Linked DNA regions of Bactrocera dorsalis: region 2 is linked to region 1. Evidence: chromatin contacts called from public Hi-C data. All regions are on one chromosome and are shown on one strand. The core of a region is the stretch at or near the end of the contact, and the rest is flanking DNA. Distances in the headings are between cores, read along the strand shown.

The links. A called contact is a pair of places that touch in the nucleus more often than the background predicts.
Region 2: a Hi-C map of whole body shows a contact between it and region 1, with 10 times the contacts expected there. The contact joins the promoter of LOC105230152 here to the enhancer-like site in region 1. A contact is called at or near these places in 2 of 2 Hi-C or Micro-C datasets (both in whole body).

The regions. Positions count from the first base shown.
Region 1 is chr3:2,920,102-2,923,119 of ASM2337382v1, reverse strand. It overlaps LOC105230152 (7SK snRNA methylphosphate capping enzyme bin3), which reads left to right. Exons shown (of 10, transcript XM_049452277.1): 6 at 271-1,654; 7 at 2,166-2,346; 8 at 2,405-3,018. Among protein-coding and RNA genes, the nearest start is that of LOC105230153, 6.5 kb to the right of the region's middle. Within about 2 kb of position 1,394, the one cell type or tissue checked has open chromatin away from gene starts, as enhancers often do.
Region 2 is chr3:3,050,498-3,053,515 of ASM2337382v1, reverse strand. It overlaps LOC105230152 (7SK snRNA methylphosphate capping enzyme bin3), which reads left to right and starts at 1,579. Exons shown (of 10, transcript XM_049452277.1): 1 at 1,579-2,209. It overlaps LOC105230150 (mediator of RNA polymerase II transcription subunit 25), which reads right to left and starts at 949. Exons shown (of 2, transcript XM_011210757.4): 1 at 1-949. The coding sequence starts at 655.

The sequences.
Region 1 (3,018 bases), core at 145-2,644:
ATGTAGAAGACAGCTACAACAACAATATGTGGTGTTATTTTGGCTTACAGTTAGATTCTCTATCTTTATGGTCACTTTCATTTCTTTTAAAATATATTTTTTTTTTAATTTCTTTCTCATTTCGTATATTGTTGTTGTATTTGTTACCTAGCATGCGTATTATACATGCTTTAATATAATTATACAAATATTAGAAAATACTTAACCTAAAAAATATTGAACTTCTTTTCCACTTGTATTAATCACACCCCTCTCTCTTTCCACACACAGGGGCACCGGTAGCCATCATCATCACGTGCTTTGCGCTGGCGCGGCACACAACACCATCGGCGGCAATGCGAACACGAATTGTTGCCTCGTCAACGGCTGCAATGGCGGCCACCCAAACGGCAAGGACACTGCCAATGGCAGCACAAATAGCTCACAGTCAGGCAGTGCTGCCAGCTCATTGCACTTCTGTTGCACACGATCGAAATTCTTCTTGCCGGACAAGCGTGTACGCAAAGAAACCATCATACCGCCCACCAAATTCTTACTCGGCGGCAACATTTCCGATCCGCTCAATTTGAATTCGCTGCAAAATGAAAATTCGAATGCTTCGTCGAACAATAATACGCCGGCGACCACGCCACGTCAGTCACCCATCACCACGCCACCCAAAGTGGAGGTCATCATACCGCCCAATATACGTGATCCATTGCATTTGCTCGATCCCGTCGATTCCATGGAGTATGAAAAGCAACTAACATCACCGATGAAACGCGGCGGCACACGTGGCGGACACGCACATCATCACAGCGCCAAGCATCGTCATCGCAAGAATCGTAAGAGTAAGCGCCGCCGTCACGACTCGTATCAATCGTCCGTGGGCAGCGCCTCGCTAGGCGACAGCGACACAACCGCGCTGGCCAACAGCACAATGCCCACTGAAGCAGGCAGCGCCAGCTTAACTTCTCTTTCATTATCCACAACGCTTTCGGTTGCTTCGCTGCTAGAGAGCAGCGGCGCCAACATGAGTGTGCCATTGGGCGAGAGTGTCAACAATAATGTGAGCAACGCGGCCAAAAGCGCGCCAATGGTGGTGAGCACATGCGAGAATGCGCCAGCTGGCTATCAGCAGCAGCAGCAGCAACTGCTGGAAGAGCGTGTTGAGAGCGCACTTTTGGAGACCGTTGTTGAAGGCAAATCATGCGTCGCTGTTGAGCCACGTTTTGAGCGGCGCAAGAGCAAAAGCACATCGCCAGTGAAACAACAGTACGCCAACATTGTGAACTCAACATTCTCTGGAACACCAAACGTTGCCGGTGAGACATTGCAAAGCGCTGGCGGAGAGCCGCAAGCAGCAAGTGGCACACTTGCTACAGCAACAAAGGCGGTTGGTGGTGTGGAGGTAGTGGCAGGCGCTGCTGGCGTTGTTGTTGGCGGCGATATTGTTATCGGTGGCGCTGGTGTGGGCGCTTTGCTGTTGCCGCGTGAGCGCGCCAATCGAGATTTGCGCTTGGAATTGAATTCAACAACATTGTCGACGGCGAGCGGCAGCACGTGCGGCAACGCAATGGCCGCGCTGGGCGCGCACGGTGCGCTCGCTGGCATGGGCATCGGTGGCGGAAGGAAGCGCAAGATAAGCGAGAGCAATAATTCGCAGAAGAACAAGGTAAGCGAGAGCGTCACATACAATAAGTATCTACACACACATTCTCACAGTTAGTGGATAACGAAATAAAAGTAAACAAAGTGGCTGCTGTTGCGGCGATTAGGGCAGTGTTTGCACGGTCGGTTAGAAGGTTAATGGGGAAATCGGGGGAGCTGATGTCAATGCGCTGCGTTTTGGCTTTTGTTCCATTTTGTTTGAGTTCATTTTTTCGCCACGTAAATCCGTGTGTATGTATATGTGTCGGTGAGCTTTGAAGGCGCGTATTTATATGTAATATTTATCGTTGCTGCGCAGTAGGGGACGTGATTAATTGTTTTCATTTTGTTTACATCGCGCCTTTTTTGTTTTCATCGACAGCTTCTTTTTGTGAGCGCGTCGATACAAATACAGGCTGTTTGAGAAAACTTAATTGAGTAGTTTTATAAAAAAAAATATTCAAATAATTTTTACATTTTAGAAAAATTAATATTTTGTGAATCAAATTTTAAAAATTATCCATTTTATCCTCTAGAAATTCCACCGTGATGTCATGGACAAGATCGTCAGCCCCGTGGTACCGCAACCTGGCGCGTGGAAGCGTCCGCCGCGTCTCGCAGCTACTGGTGCGCGCAAGCCCACGCGTCGCTCGACATCCATCAGCGAAACCGATGTGCTGAGTCCAGCGGATGAAGCCAAATCGTTACTGAGCGAAGGTAAGCCAATTAATTACGAAATAAAACGCACTACTGACGCTCTCCCTTTCATTTACAGCCGACATGTTGCGCGTTGAGACGCCCGACTTCAGCAAACTCGAGACAATTTCCGAAGTGGGACTCGCCAGCCCGTTAAGCACCACCTCCGGCGCCACTTCTGTCGCCGCTGGCGAACAAGAGTCGTTGATGGACACAAGCGTTGGCGAGAATTCCACCACAATGCCGAGCGAGGATGGTTTAACGGCTTGCACTGCGGCAGCAAAGAGCAGCGCTAATGTGTCAACCAGCTCCACTGCCATTATGCCGCTAACGAAAATGCCGAATTTCCGTGCCGACGGCGTTAAGTACCAGTACGGCAATTACGATCGTTACGTGGGACTGCGTCACCTCAACGAGTTGGTGGATGTGCGTCTGCAAGTGTTTCAGCGCCACTTGGAGCTCTTCCAAAATAAAGACATACTGGATATCGGTTGCAATGTGGGTCACATGACAATCACGGTGGCGCGCAACTTTGCACCCAAATCCATATTGGGCATCGATATCGATAGAAAGTTGGTGGCACGTGCGCGACATAATCTCGGCTTATATGTGCTTATACCGCCAGAGTCGGCGGTCAAACCAACGACAAGCACGCCATTAAATAAAGCGTCGGATGCGGTCGCCGTTGGTTGT
Region 2 (3,018 bases), core at 330-2,829, 130 kb before region 1:
GAAGAACCAAATGTCTGATGTTTTTAGCATAATTTTTGGCAGTAACTGGTTGATCACCATCCGCTTTCATGAATAATTTGAATAACACCGGCATTTTGCGTGGTGCTATTATGGAGAAATTAATTTTTCTTTCATGAAATAATGTCGCCAATTGTTCCACTGTTTTTCCCATATGTTTCCAGCATTCCATTACAGGTGTAGAATATGGTGGGCTATTGCAGATTAATATGCAATGACGTTGTACATTCAAAGCATCAATCATTAGACGCGAGCGGCGTTCCTTCATGTCTTCAAAACAACAATGCGCTGTAGCTAAGCCTTCACACATATTTGCACAAGAATCCATACCACCACCAACCAATGGCAATTGTTCAATTGTTTCCAACACCTGTTTCGGCCAAACAAATGGCCCGTACGTCGATACGGCAGGATCTAATAAATTTGCAGCAGTGCGGTATATTACAATGCCATATTGCGTGGCGTGCCGTTCGGAGATTAGGTATTCACCTTCATCCCCCTGCCAACCTTTTGTGAAATGTTCAATAGTGGGCACAATATAATTACTCTTCAACTCGTTCATGTAAGCGCCATTGACAGCGGTGGCCTCAATAACAAACACCACGTCGGCTACGACGTCCAAATCCATGTTCTGCATAGTTACAACAATATGAAATTATTTGTATCAATGAACACCATACGTTTTTCCTTCGAACTGCTCTACAGTTTGGCCAACACAATCACAAGCACACAACTTTCTATATTTAATACATACGGACACCAAAACTATATCAACGCATTTTTGTTTTTGTATTTCTATTTACTTTATTTTAATAACGATTGAACAGTAATTTACTAAACAATTGACAAAACGGTATAATTTGTGTATTTTGCAGAATGAAGAAATTTCGCGTATACTTTTATTCACTAGCTCTGCTTTTTCTCAAAACTAACCATTCACAATTACACAATAACAAGGTAATTCACCGGTAAAATCACGTTGCCAGATTCCCTGTGCACAACTTTCATGAATTCATTAATTTATGACAAAAATGAGTAGTTATGTTATTAATTAATTGATTGCTAAAAAATGTACAAAGTTGTTGTAAAAGTGATTTGTGTTTGTATTTTCTTTTTAATAAATTTTTGGCTGTCTTCCAAACCTTTGGCTTCGAAATTTATGTATGATCCGCAAATTTAGAATTGCTAGGCGCTTCATGACGCTAACTCATGTAAAGTTTTAAAACACTTTATTCATTAATTAATCATTAATTTAATTTCACTTAAACATATTTAATTTATGCCGTTCAAATATCTTAATTTTTTTAATAATAATCATAATTTTTAGGTAAAGTAAATTCATGTAAACAATGCTGCTTTATGAAATACAACTCTGCCAAAAATCATCTGTTCTTGAGAAAACAAAAGCATTCGCCATAGAAAATTCCATTCGAGAATACAGCTGTTTCGCTCATACTCATATAAACTCCATTCGTAATCAAAAATCGAAGCGGCAGCCATCTTTTTCCATGCTTTTTCCTGGCAAACGATTTTGGTCCAAAAACATGTGAGACTGACTGACACAACCCCGTTACAGATCGCATGCAGCATACCATTTTCTTTTAGCCAAAGTATTATCAGCAGGCAACGACTTGACCACAACCAGCTGAAGACAGTGGCAGTCAGCGACTAGAGCTGAAATAAAAATTCAGTTTGTTTCCAGTCGTCGTCTCGTCAATATTAAGCTAAAAACTTTTAATTTTTAAATACACGTGTGGTCAGACGCAAGTTAGAAGTGAATATGAAAAACTTGATAAGTCAACAAAGCGTTACTTGCGAATAAACTTAATGCCAATTTGACAATTAATGTGTGGCGAGTTATGATATTTCTTAACTAATGTATATGTGCGTTTAAAATAAATTAACAGTGCAAAAAATTGAGGAAAAAACCAAATAAAAGTGAATAATTAGTGCAATTGTGTATGAATTGATTTCGAGTGCCGTGTATGCTTACAATTACATTTGGGTGAAAATTTTCTTTTTTATTACATTGTAGTGAGCGAGAGAAATACTGTAGTGACAGATTTTTCGCGCTAGACTTTGGATATCGTTACATTTCGCTTGCACAGAAGTTAGTGGCGCGATGAAACGTTTGTAATCGTGCTTCTATTATGTTGTGCTAGAAAAAGACAAATAATCGCGCAGTAAAGAGGTAAGTTCAGTAGTTATCGCATTCATGCTGGGTGTGCGAGTGAATTGGTTAGAATTTAGTGCTGTCTATTTATTTTGTTTTTACGCCCCGCGTAGGGCCTTCAGTTCATCATCGTTTTTGTTTTTGTTGCTTCTTCTTCAGTATTTTGTTTTTGTTTTGCTTGCAATATTACGGCAATTGGTACATGAAATGTATGAAATTGGAAACGTATGAAAAGAAGGTGAAGCAGAGAATGAAAGAGAAAATTGAGTGAATTTTTGTAGAGAGCGTAGTCACTTTTTCACTCTCGTACAAATAAAAGCGAGAGTGAAAAGAGCTTTTGTAGATTTTCTGCACCCCCTGAAAGTTACGTATTTAGCGCACTGGTGGAAAGTTTAAATTTCTATTACGTTTCCGTATACCCATACGTATATGTGTATATAATGTATGTGAGTATGTTTTTACGGGAAGTGGTAAGTATTTATATACATATGTTGTATGTTACTTAAGTGTTTCGAAAAAAGTTGCTAGTTGGCTTAGGGTTTGTTGTGCACACACTTTCTGTTTATGTAGTGCATAAAGCAGTGATAGCATGATAAGCGTCAAAATAAACACAACGTGATAACGCTTGATTAATTTGGGAAAACACACAATTGTAAAAATTATTAATGCTACTGACTCAATAAAATTTTTCCATTATAAATATTTAATTAATTGATAAAATTCTGTAATTGCAACAACTACTTACAACAGGTAAGACTTATTTCATTTTTAGCTTTAATTGCCTTAATATACCCACAGCACGGCATTTGCCATAAATCAGCTGCACA